3 separate regions of the Gossypium hirsutum genome follow, and regions 2 and 3 are each linked to region 1. Evidence: chromatin contacts called from public Hi-C data. All regions are on one chromosome and are shown on one strand. Each heading gives the region's core, a stretch centred on a gene start, on an enhancer-like site or on the middle of the called end of the contact. The rest is flanking DNA. Distances are from core to core; before and after follow the strand shown. Region 1 holds the start of LOC107954695. Region 2 holds the start of LOC107954657 (fimbrin-2). Region 3 holds the start of LOC107954721 (photosystem I reaction center subunit XI, chloroplastic).

Evidence for each region. A called contact is a pair of places that touch in the nucleus more often than the background predicts.
Region 2: a Hi-C map of leaf shows a contact between it and region 1, with 2.1 times the contacts expected there. The contact joins the promoter of LOC107954657 here to the promoter of LOC107954695 in region 1. A contact is called at or near these places in 9 of 34 Hi-C or Micro-C datasets (anther, callus, hypocotyl and 1 more).
Region 3: a contact with region 1 is called in a Hi-C map of leaf, with 2.4 times the contacts expected there. The contact joins the promoter of LOC107954721 here to the promoter of LOC107954695 in region 1. A contact is called at or near these places in 3 of 34 Hi-C or Micro-C datasets (all in leaf).

What each region holds. Positions count from the first base shown.
Region 1 is chrD07:33,225,326-33,230,470 of Gossypium_hirsutum_v2.1, forward strand. It overlaps LOC107954695, which reads right to left and starts at 3,143. Exons shown (of 2, transcript XM_016890331.2): 1 at 2,341-3,143; 2 at 1,437-2,217. The coding sequence starts at 2,348. The coding sequence ends at 1,662.
Region 2 is chrD07:33,037,661-33,042,805 of Gossypium_hirsutum_v2.1, forward strand. LOC107954657 (fimbrin-2) reads left to right here and starts at 2,321. Exons shown (of 14, transcript XM_016890281.2): 1 at 2,321-2,544; 2 at 2,616-2,786; 3 at 2,977-3,218; 4 at 3,318-3,489; 5 at 3,947-3,985; 6 at 4,094-4,162; 7 at 4,447-4,563; 8 at 4,924-5,135. The coding sequence starts at 2,458.
Region 3 is chrD07:33,355,717-33,360,861 of Gossypium_hirsutum_v2.1, forward strand. LOC107954721 (photosystem I reaction center subunit XI, chloroplastic) reads right to left here and starts at 3,104. Exons shown (of 2, transcript XM_041096555.1): 1 at 2,421-3,104; 2 at 1,688-2,321. The coding sequence starts at 2,588. The coding sequence ends at 1,830.

The DNA.
Region 1 (5,145 bases), core at 1,893-4,392:
CCTTGATTGTGATTGTACATTCGTCGCATGGAAGGTGAAAAGTTTGTGTTTCGGGCATTCGTCAATTCACCAACGTGTTAATTAGAGTAAGATCGAGTTTGCAGCCCCTAGTCATGCAGGGCACATGCAAGAATATAGCCTCTTGCAAGTGACCACGAATTTTAGAGATCATAGGTTTTTCCATATTATGAACGAAGCCCTTTAGAACATAACCATCCACCTATTTATAAAATAAAAAGTTCAAATAAAAAAATAACTAAATTTAACATAATTGAAAATAATGAAATTTAAAATTTCATCTTATCATTACTGCTTGGGCGACAAAAATATGCTTGTGGTTGAAGCGGATTAAAGAAGCAACCATTTGTGAGAAATCGATTTGAGCGAATAAAAATGAGATAATTAAAAATAATAATATTTTTAAGTGAAAATATCGAAAAATTTTAAACGGGAGAGTTGACAGAGTTGAGAAAATGATGTGAATGACAAAAATTAAATTTGGGGGGTATTTATAGGGTAAAAAAAATTAACCGTTGGAAAATTTTAAATTTGTTTACCATTGGTACGGCAACGTTCAAAAAGTCGTTGCTTTGTTATTGTTGGAAGAAAGCGCGTCTAGTTGACTGCATTTTTCCTTTCTCTCTCCTAAAAATGATCTATTTCCTTAAAAAAAAAAGGCCTAAAGGCCTTATTAAAAAACAAAATCGGCATTTAAGCCTAATTTTGCCATTAAGATGAAAAGTAACCATCTAACCTATCTTCTCTCCTCTTTCTTTTCTCCCATAGGAAACACACTTAAAATTTAAGGTAAATTTCATTTTAATTACTTAACTAAAAAAAGTTATAATTTGATCACTGAACTATTCAAAAATTTTTATTTAACTAAATTATTTAAAAGTTTTTATATAAGGCATTGGTTTGTTAACTTCTTTTTTTTTAAAAAAAAGTACCGCCAATGAGCTCCAAGCAACAATTTGATACTCGGTACGATGGATCAATATCCATCAATTAATTAAACATACCATTTATCCAAATCGATCTAACAGTTTGTGTTAAAGGTCGAAAAAGGAATTGTTTGAATTTCGATTTGAAGATTCTTAATATCCAAAGCCATTTCATGAAAATAAAAACATAAACCGTAGAAAAGATGGAGGAAAAAAACTTTTGATTGATGAAAACAATATAAACAAAAAGAAATATAATATCGAATTTAACAACTCAATAACTTTAATGAAAACTTTTAAATAATTTAATAAATAAATTATAATTTTTTAAATTAAAGTACCAAAACAAAAAACCTTCCACATAATTAATATAATTTATTCTAAAATTTATGGTATTTCTACTTTTGTATTTCTTCTTTCATCCTTGCACTTTGGAACTCAACCCTAAAGATTTAGGGTTGCTGTCGAATGCTTCTGCCCGGAGACAATCGATCATCAAGTCCATAGGACACCTAGAAATTCATATTATGCCCATATCTAACATAAGAACACCATATTGTAAATCAAGGGTAAACATTTCCCGGTAAACTAGAACTAAAATTCAAATTAATACTTGAACATATGTCCCCAACTCAACGAGAAGATAACAACACAATGTTGTTTCCAAAACTAAGATTAAACTTGATAATTACGGGCATCCTATTTTCTTTCATTCCATCAATGCAAGAAAGCATAAACAGCAGTGGAAATGTAAACCAAGAGAGCAGAAGAAACCAGAAGAACTAAAGCCGTGACTGAGTGAACCGCAGACTTACTCCCACAAGACAACATCCCCAATCGGATCTCGATCACATTCACCATCGAAAGCATCAAAAACAAGCACCCCATAACCGACCCCACCGCCGACCCCATCATCCCCAACCTCAGAACTTTAAGGTTAATGTGGGCCCTGATAGCTTCGTCCACGTCTTTGCTGTTCAACAAGTTGATGGCAAGCTTCAAACCCTGAGCTACCAGGGACGAGAATAGGAAGAAACTGAAGGAGACTACCTCGAAAACCAAGAGCTTTTTCGCAAAGTCGATGCCGGCGTCGCAGGGGGCTCGATTCTCGAGGCTATGTTGGCCTGGCGTGGTTAAAGAAAGGCCCACGAAGACGGCGATGGTGAAGAGGGAGTTGACGTTTACCAGGCCGTCCAAGGCCGTGACGTGAACTCTTGTTGTGGATGAAGAAGAAGACGATGTGGAAGTCAGTCTTCTTGGGTCCTGCTCAGATCTGAGAAACAGATGAATTTACAGTGTGAAAGTGAGATTTTGAAAGCAAAAAAAAAAGAAAAAAAAAAGAGAAAACAATTTCAATGAAAATGAAATTAAGGGAGGAAAAGGAAAAGGACTTTACTCATCCATTATTGAGTCTTTGAAAATCGGGATCTTGTTGCTGCTTGAAGGGTTTATGTTTCCTGGAAAAGGAGAAGTAAGGCAGCGCTTTCCTTTTAATCTTTTAGATTTTTTTTAAATTTTTCTAATTTGTTGGACTTCCTGATAGTCGATGAAGAGAATTGATAAAGTAAGTTTTAAACAATGGCTAAATCATTTATAAAAATAAAACAAAAAATCAATGTCTCTCAAGATACATAGGTTAGGACATGAATATAAAGTGGAATAACATTGAACCATCCAACTAATGCTTTCTTCTTTAGGTGTTGAACACATACGACCTTAGTGTGTATTTTCAACTGCCCTTTCTATCTTTCCTCTCGCCTCTCTCTTGATTTGGTAAGTCTTTTTTCCTTTTGCCTTCTTTGTCTTTCGGAAAAAAAACTTCGAGATCTCCCCTCTCCTCCTCAAGCTTTTGGCTACTAGAATGGTGGTGGTGTACCACCACATGATTTTTCCAAGTCTCTCTTGGAGATAGCTTATCTCCTTTTCTCTAGACGGGGCTCCTGGCCTCTCGATTTCTTCCGCTTCGTCAAGGTTCCTACGTTTGGTAGAGCACCGTATCCCAAAGGCTTCGGATCTCCTTAAGTCGGTGACTCCCAACAATGTCCATGGTGGTGACGCTGATTGTGGCACTCCGAAAATTTTGATATAATATGTGACATAATTCTGAGTTTGAATATCGAGAAAATTTTAAGAACAAGGTATGGAACAAATCAGATAAAAAAAATTTATGCAATAAATTTTATATTTGAAAATGAATACGTGAAAGCAGCTGTAAAGATGGGGCAAAATACTAAAAAAGCCAATTTTTTTTTAAATTAACCGAAATAAGCCCGGTATTTTTTTATTTATTGGAATGGGCCCTTTTCCCCTAAATCGCGTCCACGTAAGCGCGAAGTCAGGGGATATGTCAGCAAATCGCGTCCATGTCAGCGCGCTATGCTGACGTGGCAACAAAGTGCGTCCTTGAAAGCGCGATTTGTGTCCACGTCATCAAAGCGCGCTGACGTGGACGCGATTTGCTGCCACGTCGCGCGCACTTGGGGACGCGATTTCGCCGTGTTTCCCACATTAGGATTTTTAGGGTTTTTCAGATTTTTAGGGTTTTAGAGAGAAATTAATTAATTAATTAAAATTAAATTACGTTTTGTAATTAAAATTTATTAAATTTTAGGGTTTAGGGTTTCGTAATTAAGTTAATTAAAATTTATTCAAAATTGGATTACGTTTCGTGTTTATGGGTTTTTAAGATAAAATCAAAGCAAGATGATTTATCAGAAGGATTTTTGCAGTCGCGCCTACGTGTACGCGCTTTTGCTACATAGGTTCTGGAAAAATAATTTCCAGTTGACGTTTCTGAGCAAATAGTATAAAAAACGCTTCAAGCAGGATGCTATATGCAAAAAATTTGTGAAATCTTGCACTCCTGGATGCTATATGTGAAGAATTTGCGAAACCGTGCCCATGACTGCAGTAGTGACAGGAACCTCCGATTTTTGCTCTCCTCGGTCGCGTCGCCCCGGACATCTCCCGATATAATGTGGCCAAGACGGCAGACCCCCAACTCAATTCACCGACTGCTCTAAAATCAACGAGTTTCAGCAGCCATCTTAGATGTACGCGGCTCCGTGACAAGTTCGGCACCAGATAACCTCCAATTAACTGAAGAATGTATGCCCGAGCATATCGGATTCTTTCTATTTCAGTTGAATCTTCATCTGGATTCGAGAATGTGTCTCGCAACTAGCCCATCTCAATCTTACCTCCATCCATTTTCTTCGGAATAGCGCCTAGAAGCTCGTAGCACACCGCTGGCAAATCGCTAGATTGGGCAGACCCCGTGACTGGGTACCTATCCACCGACAATCCCAATTGCAAGCTGACGTCTTCCAAAGTGACAGTGCAGTCTCCACATGGAAGATGGAATGTGTGTGTCTCGGGTCTCCACCTCTCGATCAACGCACTGATTAGTTTCGGGTCCACCTTACATCCCCGGCCTACCATCGCCACGTGCCAAAAATCTGCTTCTCGCAGGTAGTTCTCTACTAACGGTGATGGAGGAGCATGCATATTTCGGATATTGTATTCCAATACCCGATCTACAGACTTTTATAACAAATAATAAATTAATAATTATCTAAAAATGCATAAATAAAAAAATCTTAAATAATATTTAAAAATTAAATTTAACACTTACCATCTTCATTTGTTCCACGGATATGTGGTGCTTATCAAGACGAGTCAATCCTCCGTCCATTACTGAAATCGTACAAATTTTTTCGGTTTAAAAATTAGGGATTTAAGAGTAATTTTTTTATTTAAAAAAATCAAAATTTTTTAAAATTATTTTAAAATAGGGATTTAAGAGAAATTTAAAAGGAAATTGAGAGCTAATTGAGATTAAATATGAATTTGAGAGAAATTTGGAAGGAAATTGAGAGGAAATTGAGAGGAAATTTGAGAGAGAATTTGTTTGTGAAAAAAAAGGGGTGGGGGAATTTATAGGTTTTTTTTTTACCGTTAGGGGGGAAACGGTCAAATTTTTGACCATTGCACTGTTCACGTGCGGTCTAAATCGCGTCCCCAGGGACGCGCCACGTCATCAAATCGCGGCCACGTAAGAGAGCTTTGCTGACGTGGCAACAAAGCGCGCTCTCAAGGCCACGCTTTGTTGCCATGTCATCAAAGCGTTGACGTGGCCGCGCTTTGCTGATACATCCCCTGACATCGCGTTGACGTGGATGCGATTTAGGAAAAAGGGGCC
Region 2 (5,145 bases), core at 1,071-3,570, 190 kb before region 1:
ATTTAACCTAACATTGACCATTATACCCTTAAATGAAAATAAAGACTTAAGCTTGTTTGGACATAAAATTGCCATTACAATTTTTTCACCCGTCAAGCAGCGGTATCGCGATACCCAAAATAGTAGCTAAATTAGGATCTTGGAGCACTAGAAAAGAATTGAATTTCTTCACTTCAGTACCTTCAGGGATATCGCGACTTTCATGGCATTGGTGCCGCGACACTTATTCTAAATGACGTTCTCCTCGAGTTTGAGCCCTTATTGTCTCCCTACACCAACTCAATTACATTGTTAGGTTCCCCATGGCACGTTTGGCCATTTTGGGTCTCAAAATAGTGTAAAACCAAACAAAAACATTTATTAATGCTTAGAACAAAAAATTCGACAAAAACATATAAAAGACATTTAAATTGCTTGAGAATAAGCTCCTCAAGTGTATTGGAGAACCTAATTTGACATATCAAATTACGACAGATCATTACTCAATGGGCAAAGGTAAACACAATTAAAACAAGGATCATCAAGGTAGTTTCTAAAATAAAAATGACAAGTAATATCATATAAGCATATTTTATAACGAGATGGTCAACTTCATCCATCTTATAAACTAGAGTAACAAGCACATTTTAGTTCACTTCATTTCATAAATCTCATAAATTCATTTTTTATCTTCGTACTTACAAATGTGCAATTTTTGTATCTTACTAGACATTCTTGAATTCATTTGTCTTATTAGGCCCTTCGTAACCTTAGTAAAACTGGACTAAAAAACTCGAGAATTTCATCCAACTCCACCAAGTATTTATATAATCATTGCACAAATGTGCATTTCAACCTACACAACCAAGATATAACACTAAGAGTGCTCCAACCCACACAACCAAGGTTCTCAAAGAGAACATTCCTTTAGTCCACATTGAATGTGAAGCCAAGGTAACAATACCAATAGAGGGTTCAACCGAGTCCAAATTAAGGTAGGGATATAACAATAGGAAACTTTTAGAAGCTGTGTAATTATTGGTTAGTTAAACGACACCACGTCAAAGCAAGCAACTATGCTTATTAAAAGTGTAGTTTTGAAAACTTGAAAGTACTGTACAAGTAATCATGGAACCCTAACATTAATATCTCGAACAACAATAGCCTCTGTCTTCACTAAAGAGATGCCACCTTATTCCCCTACTGATAGTCTCATAGAAACTCACTTTATAAATTTCTTTTTAACTAAGGGGACAAATATCATATCCTTATATTAAAATATCTCTTAACACCTTAGGAATGAAGCTCACACCATTACAGATATGGGAGAGGTATAGCCATAATGTCCTCTAGGATAACCATTACATCATGTTCAATCTCATTTAATGATCTCAACTTCTAGGCTTGCCAACCTCAAGAAAGTCACATTCGACTCACACCTTATATGAACCATGAGATTAAACTCTACAAGAAAGTAATCATGAGATAAAGGCCCACTCAAATTGCTCTCCCTCTCCTCCAAGATGAATGGGATAAACAAGAAACTAGATACTAGAACTTTATCCATGTGCCGCCTTAACCTTCTCAAATTACTAATCTTAATGGCTTTCCTCACAGTCCATAGTATGGATGAACCTTAATTTAATATCTCTTTGCACTCCGTACACTATAAACCGCCCTCACGAATTATGTGACCTTAGTAAAAATCACACTCGGCAAGGTTTTAAAATTTAAACTGGCTTAGACATTTTTCTTAAATCCCCTAACAATGGAGACACGAATTACCTGTTATTTAAAATATGAACCAACAGTTAGAGATGGTGGGCGAAATAGACATTCAATTTGAATTCTAAAAACAGAAAAGGGAAGGCGTAATGGACCCAATATCCATCCTTCCAACTCCGAGTGGTTCGAAGGGCAAAGGCCCACAGTTACTATTCATTTGAATAAATAAAAGAACGGTTAAAATATGCATATAGTTTCTGTACTTTTTAAAAATTAGAAATTTAGTCCCAGTTCTTGTATTTTCACGAATTTAATCTCTTTATTTTTTAGATTTTCAAAATTCATCTAACTGTTAATACTGTTAACTCTTTTTTTTTTGGTTAAATTCAGGTTAATTACAACATTTTTTTTACTTACATGGGTAACAAGTGAGTGATTCTTTTTTTATATAAGAAAACAGAGAGTGATAATAGTTGTATATGAATTTTGAAATCTAAATGGTAGAGGAACTAAATTTCTAGAAATACAAGTACAAGGAGTAAATTCCTAATTTTTAAAAAGTACAAGTACTATAGACATACTTTATCCTAAAAGAAAATAAAAAAGGGGACAGAATGGTCATAATATGAATTGTCAGAAGCAGTGTTGCTCTTGCCAATACCAGCTACAACTCCCACTTCTCTTCTCCTTCTTCACAAACTCAGGCCAAACATAAAAATTTGTCATTAGATTCTGATCTAAATAAAAACAAAGATGTCTGGTTACGTAGGCATTTTGGTCTCAGATGCATGCCTGCAAAACCAGTTCACTCAAGTCGAACTTCGTAGCTTAAAATCTCATGTAACTCAACGATTCTTTCATTTTTCTCCTTCTTTTTTGATCGCAGTTACTAACACTTTGTTTTTTGGTAGTTTACTAGTATGCGAAGAGAGAGCGGGAAACTAACGCTGGGAGACTTAGCATCCAGAATGTCCAGATTGAAAGCTGTGGGAGAGAATCTGAGTGACCAAGAAACTACAGATTTTATCGCTGCTTTGTATCCTAACTTCAACGATGAGGTCGATTTCGAGTCCTTTTTGAAGGTTTGTTGTTGTTGTTTTTGGTGTTCCAATCCCTTTTTTTTATCGTTAATATATTTTTTTTTTCTTAAAGTTCAAGTTTATGAAAATTTGAATTTGGATTGTTGTTTCAGAAGTAACTTTTCAGAAAACCTTTTTTTTTTCAAAATTTCCTGGAAAGTGGATTATCAATCACTGTGTTTTGTGTGGATAGGTTCATCTGAAACTTCATGCACATGCAAGCTCTAGAACAGGAAATCCAGCAAAGAACTCATCAGCATTCCTCAAGGCAGCTACAACTACTCTGCTTCACACCATAAGCGAATCCGAAAAGGCATCCTACGTTGCCCATATCAATAATTATCTCGCTCAAGATGGGTTCTTAAACAAATACTTACCCATCGATCCGTCCTCAAATGATCTATTTGAGATTGTTAAAGATGGAGTTCTTCTTTGGTAAATCCTTCTTTCTACCTTTTTAAAACTATTAGATTTGTTGTTTTTATGCCAGCGGGAGAAGATTTTTTTTGAAGCTTTTATACAAAATAAATGCAGCAAACTGATAAATGTAGCAGTTCCGGGTACCATTGATGAAAGGGCTATTAATACTAAGAGACTGCTCAATCCATGGGAAAGAAATGAAAACCATACACTATGTCTCAACTCTGCCAAGGCTATTGGCTGCACTGTAGTCAATATAGGAACACAAGATTTCATTGAAGGAAGGGTATGCGTATACTTATACTGTTGGTCTGTTGCATTGCTGAACTAGTTTATTTGATGGTTGGATTTTCACTTGAGTTTAAGAAAGACATGTTGGATAAAAGCATTATTTTTAAAGCATGCTTCATTGCTTTTGTTGTTTTTGTTATTCCCAGAGCTGTGGCCAATGTGACAATCTTTAATGCTATTCTTTTCACTTCTTAACTATTTTTCAATACAATGATTGGTGTTGGGAAGATCATTGCTTCTCATATTTGGCCTGGACTAGGTAGACCATTTATCTGTTTATTAATGCTAAACCAAAATCGAAACCCTTTCTTATTCTTGCTTCATTCCTGTTCCACTCTGAAACTTTACTTTCCAGAACATGTTTTGTTTGATCACCTCTTACTGAAATTATTTAAAGTATATACTTTGAAAATGATTAGCGAGAATGATATCATCTCGGGTTCCTTTTACAGAGACATCTTGTGCTTGGATTGATTTCTCAAATTATAAAGGTAACTTGATCTCTCAAATTATTGTCTAATCCAAAGCAATTAAAACTTTGCAACCTTGATACTTACAATGGCATAGGCCAGTCTTGCTAAAAAACTATGCTGTTTTAGATACAACTGTTGGCAGACCTCAACTTGAAGAAAACACCTCAGTTGGTGGAGCTTGTTGATGATAGTAAGGTAATATATTGTTTCACAAGAATATCAGTTCATTTGACTATACTTGTTTTGTGGAACATTTTAAGGAAAAGTACTACTTGGAGGAAAATGAAATCTCTAACTTGTTAAATACTATATGTGATAACCGTGGTCTCTCCTTAAATATGCCCACTGTGTCTTGAATTTGTATTTCATTTTTACACCTCCCCTTTTCAAACTTTAAACAAATAAGCCAGAACTTCGATGCTTTTTCTAGTTTTTGATAGACTTCTTCCGAATATATTTGCTTGTTCTTAAACCAACAGGATGTGGAAGAATTGATGAGTTTACCACCAGAGAAGATCTTGCTGAGGTGGATGAATTATCAACTGAAGAAATCTTCATACAAGAAAATAGTTACAAATTTCTCTACTGATGTAAAGGTAAGATAGAAATTTGTTTTAGCTTTTCAAATTTCCCAACAATTATTTTTCCCTTATGCTTATGCAATATCCTCATATATTGCAATCCATCCTTATATAGGTAGATGCTTGTTCAACCTCTTCTGTCTTTTCCTAATTACATCATTAGCTAGAATCTAATTTACATTCAAACTTCTTAAAACCACCATAAAAGATCTAGTCTCAAACTAAATGGGACCTAACCATATATAATGCTTTTGCTTCCTTAATTTGTCTATGCTAATAGTAAATGAAACCAGGACTTGGTTCTAGTTGCAAGCTGGAATAATATATGGAGACCCTTTTTTGTCCATCTTTGATCATATGATATTCAACCTGCAGGATGCAGAGGCTTATGCACACCTTTTAAATGTTCTTGCACCTGAGCATAGTAATCCCTCTACATTGGCTGTCAAAGATCCATTACAGAGAGCAAAGTTGGTTCTTGATCTTGCAGATAGGATGGGATGCAAACGATACTTAACTGCAAAAGATATTGTGGATGGTTCCCCCAATCTTAATCTTGCTTTTGTTGCACATATTTTCCAGCACAGGTGAGACTTA
Region 3 (5,145 bases), core at 1,854-4,353, 130 kb after region 1:
TATGAATGACATGCCTATATTATTATTCACACTGAATAAATGAAAAGCCTGAATTTCTACTAATTTGCCACAAGTTAGATTATTTAATATGCCTTGATGCATTGCATGGGTTGGGCTGTTATGAACAGAGGAAGAACAAGTAGTATATCTGCAAGAAAAATGACAAGTGTAGAGCATAGCCATGTGACAATTCTTATCTACAAATTGTTGTGTATTCACAGTCGAATGGTAAATTCCATCTGTAGGTACTACAGTAAATCCATAGCTAAAGGTCGATTTCAATGGCGGGTTTAAGCTGTAGAATCTATAGCCAAAAAGCAGATTAAACTAATTTCCGCACTTTAGGAGCTTGTAAATAAGTATTTTCATTAGGATTAATTATGTTTTTGTAAGTTTTCATTAAGTTAATAAAATGTGCAAATTGAGTCTTTTATTGCCCTTAGGTACTGAATGAGGCATAAGGGTCATCGAAACATATGACCATAATCAAAAAAATGTAAATACGAAAATTCTTGAAATTAAAAGAGTTAATATATAGCCAAAATATAAGGGATAAATATCAAATTTATAAATGAATTTTGGTTCAATGTGCAATTTGATACATTAACTTTGATTTTGTGCGGTTATAAACATGAAGCTTAAATTGTGTTGCATGTGTATATATGAAACTTTGATTTTGATTCAATTATACACATTTAAAGAAATGAATACATACATTTATTTTTATATTTGATTAATATAATTGTTTATATATGCAATATATTAACGTAAAATGATGTTAATTCAATAATGTTGTAAGTGATTTGTGAAAATTGAATCAAGTCAAAATTTCATATATCAAATTGCACCAAATCAAAGTTCACGTATAGCTTTGATATTTATCCAAAAAATATAATAATAAAAAAAATTTATAGTTAATTACAAAATTATAATCCTAAAATTTTAATAAATCCATTGAAAACGGTGGAAGCTTATAACTATTTTTTGGCTTAATACATAATTTAGTACCTAAGTTTGGCATTTTTTCCCAATGTGGTATTTTTTTTGTCCAATGTGATATATGTATTTAACAAAAGTTATACCTCTTTGTATTTGAAGCTAGCGGTGTTAACATTTTTTTGCTCAACTCAGTGTTAACTTTTTATGTTTAATTTAAAATTTAGAGGTGATTTGATGAAATTTCATAATTAGATAATAATTTAACAATTAACTTTCATTAATTCAATCCTAAAGCTCCAATTAAATCATATCTATTTATTTGTGTTTGACAAATTAAATGTAAAACTTAAAAAATTTACAATTAACATTAAATTTATTTTATTAACAAAACCATGAAAAATTCAAACATTAAATTTATTTTATTAACAAAACACAATTAACTTTCATTAGCAACTTTAAGACTCAAATTAAACATTTAAAGTTGACATGGTTACCTTTTAAGTATCAAAATATATTACTTTTGTCAAATATAAATATCATATTAGACCAAAAATATAATATAAAAACCACATTAAAAAATATTAGACTGAGTTATTAATTAATCATTCTTTTTTCTTCCTCGAACGAGCACAGTAATAATTGATCTGATTTGAGCCGCTTTTAATAACTATTGAAGCTCAAAACGCCTAATGCGGCAATTTGGCTATTGATTGTGGTAAAGCGAGTGAAAGAAAAACGTGTTCATGCAATGCAATATCTCTTTCAATAAATAACTTAAAATTAGAGTGACAATCACTTGATATAATTGATATTCGTTCCCAAAGGATCGTCCTGGATACAAAGATTTACATTAAAAAAGGGACCAAGTAAAACATAGATCAAATGATGCTCTACTTAAAGTAGTAAGGAAGGTCGAGGACATACAGGAGGAAGTAAGCCCAAGTGACACCAGAGATTCCACCAAAGAAGAACCCTCCAGTGAACTTAGCCCATCCATCCGCCGTTTGCAACTGGTCTGGCTCTTTCTTCCTCCCAGTCAGGGTTAGGCTCGGTGCTATCGATGGCTCACCTTCTTTGAACGATGCAACGCCATACATCGTCAAGCAAATGCTGAGGATCACAACCAGACCGGCAGCGGCTAAGGACCCAGCTTGACCCGCCACCGCAGTGTTCCTTAGAGGGCCGGCCTTAACGAATGGACCCACCAGGAGGAAGCCGTGAGCCAGACCCACTTCGATTCCCCTCAGAAGTGGGTTCACTGCCGTCCTATAGGCTGGGAGGTTGGAAAGGTACCATGCAATTAAGGGGCTTGAGGTGATTGGAGTCTCCAGGCTTCCAATGAAGGGGTCGCCGTTGATGGGTTGGATTACTTGAAATGTTGACTGCAAAAGGAGAGGGAGGGGGGGGGATGATAAAAAAAACTTAGTGAAGTGACGAGCCTAGCTAAGCTAACAGTGACCAGACAGACATAGCTAGCTTACCTTGTCGGATTGAACAGCTTTGACAGTGAAGCAAGGGGTCCTGGTCTTTCCGGAAGATACTTTGAACGGGGATCCCGAAATGCCCCTGGGGACTACCAGTCCTCTTGTAACAGACGACGTAAAGCTGCTCTTCAGCTGAGTCGCCATTGGAGAAGCAGTGGTAGCCATTTACGGATTTTGTTGTTAACTGAGAGCAAAAAAGAGAGTGGGAAATAGAAATATGTGCAAATAATACGAAGCCAAAATAGAGTGAGAGAAAGAGATTTTCCGATTATTGGATGCAAGAATGTGTGGTTGAGGTGGATGAGGTGTTAATTTTGCAGATTTGTGATTGGATGCATCAATCCGTGGAATCTTATCCCTTATCCAATACTCCAAATGTTGCTGACGGATTACATTAGTTCTATTTTATTTATTTTATTTAAGCTGATATCACATCTTCATAATATAGATTGAGATCGTAAAACCTAGGAACACACTTTTCTAACGGATTATATACTTAATTTCTTTACATAAAATTTGTGTTATATTTATTTTACTTTACCCTGATTAATACCATAAAACTTCCGAATTTAATTAGCTAAAAAGTTATTTTAATGTTTGGTTTGTAAAAATTATTTACTCATAGAAGACATTTGTTTAAAAAATATATAAGATTATGTTTGTAAAGAATTACTACAACGCAAAACTACTAAAAGTATGTTACATTATTATATTCAGTTCTAGTTGGAATAAGTATTTGGTTCACCCAATGTAATATTATTTAAAAATAGATTCTACTAAATTTTTATTGTAATAGAATTTGTTTTTTTAACAAGTTTAGTTTTTTAATAAATTTTTAGGGATAATAACAAGAATAGTCCTTGTACTTTATTTTGATGTGGTATTTACGGTTTTAAAATGTCTAATTTGGTACTTATACTTTAATTTTGTTAACTATTCCGATACCTATCCCTAACAATGTCAGATTTGCTAATGGCATGACATGTTGTCGATTCAAAAAGCAGCACATGTCATTATGTTGACTTTTGACCAAAAAAATTTGGGGTATTTAAGAAATAAGTCTATTTTATTTTTGTCCTTTTTCAAATATTTTTTTAAATCCCTAAAATTAATTCCTTTTCAACAAAAACTCTATAAAATTTATATAAAAAAACCCAAAAATTTCTTCAAAATTTTCATTTAATTTCCTTTCATCAAAACTCTAAAAAAATTGTTGGAGTTTTATGCTTGCTTGTTCCATGTTTTGTTTGAATAAGAACAATTTCTGCTTGGGTCGTGGGTTGTTTCGGCCTCATGGATGCTTGACATTCTTGGCCTACAAAGGGATGTCATGTTTGAAAAAACAAGAGTAATTTTTTTACTAGGACTCTTTAGCTCTTTAATCGATTATATTGATGAAATTATGAGTTCTACTGGATAAGGATTGAAGCCTTATCCTTATTTTTTTAGTTGTTGAAGGATTAATCAAAGGATTTTATCTAATTTATGCAAAGGATTATTCAAGGGATTTATCTACCATTTTATTGAAGTTTATCTTGTGATAACAAGTTGTTAATCGACACATTAAATATGTGTCTCATTCCCTTGGAGCTACATGACTCAGAGAGATGGAAATATACACTAGCTTTGTTTATTTTTATTCTGTTGAGCATTTTATATTCTTGTTTATTTGTTGATGAATTCTCTTGAGTGGAGTTGAGAGTTATCTTTGGTGAATGTTGATTGCGGTATTGTTCTCTATTGGGGCTGTATGAACTTGGCTTGCAAAGGGGTTATAGGCTTTAGCCAATAGAGGCATATTGTTTCGCTTGATTGATTTGGTTGATTGAATAAGAGTATATCCTAAGCAAAGATTTGTAGACATAGGACAATTGTATCTGAGCTGTGTTAAAAAAACTTGGTTTCGTTGTTTCTTATTCCTCTTACTTTTTTCTTTTACAAGTTCACAACTTCCGTTCTATTTCATACTGCAATGAGTCTTGAACATAGTTAAAGTTTTCATATATGTAGATTAACTTTGGTTTCAATTAGTATCAAAGCCTGGCTTCATAAGATGTTTGAAGACAATATAGTGGTGTATCTATAGTTATGAACCCAATAAAAAAAGGAAGTTAAGTATCACGAGCCCTACTTCTGGTAGTATATTCAAATTATGCCTATTGAAAATCTCATATAAAGGCATTCATTATGTCGACTGATGATACCGCCTGTAAGGTTATCGAAGAAGGTGATGTAACACCCCTTACCCGACCTGATCGTAGGTCTGAGCTATAAGATGCTACATTCGTTGTTGGAGTAACTTCAGACAATTATACATCATACAACCATTTACACATGCAATTAAGTTTAATTCACATTCATACTATGCAACATAATTATTTTCGGGTAACATATGAGCTTACAAAAACTCTTTTGCTAACTCACGGTTGAATTAGGAACAAATTGTGAAGTTTTCAAAATCTAGGGTTGATATTGCGACATCATGATTTCCGCGTCACGACATCGTCAACTTAGAGAGTTACATCTCAACTTTAAGCATCTCGATGTCGCAACATCACCCACTGTCAACCCATGTCACAACGTCGGGGACTCGAGGTTGCGACATTACCTCAGTTTTGGGCAAAAGCGTGTTTGGCACAAGTTTCAAGCTTTCAATCCAATGCTTATATACATTCATTCATCTTCCTACAATCCAAAACATCATCATTCTATATCAACGTAT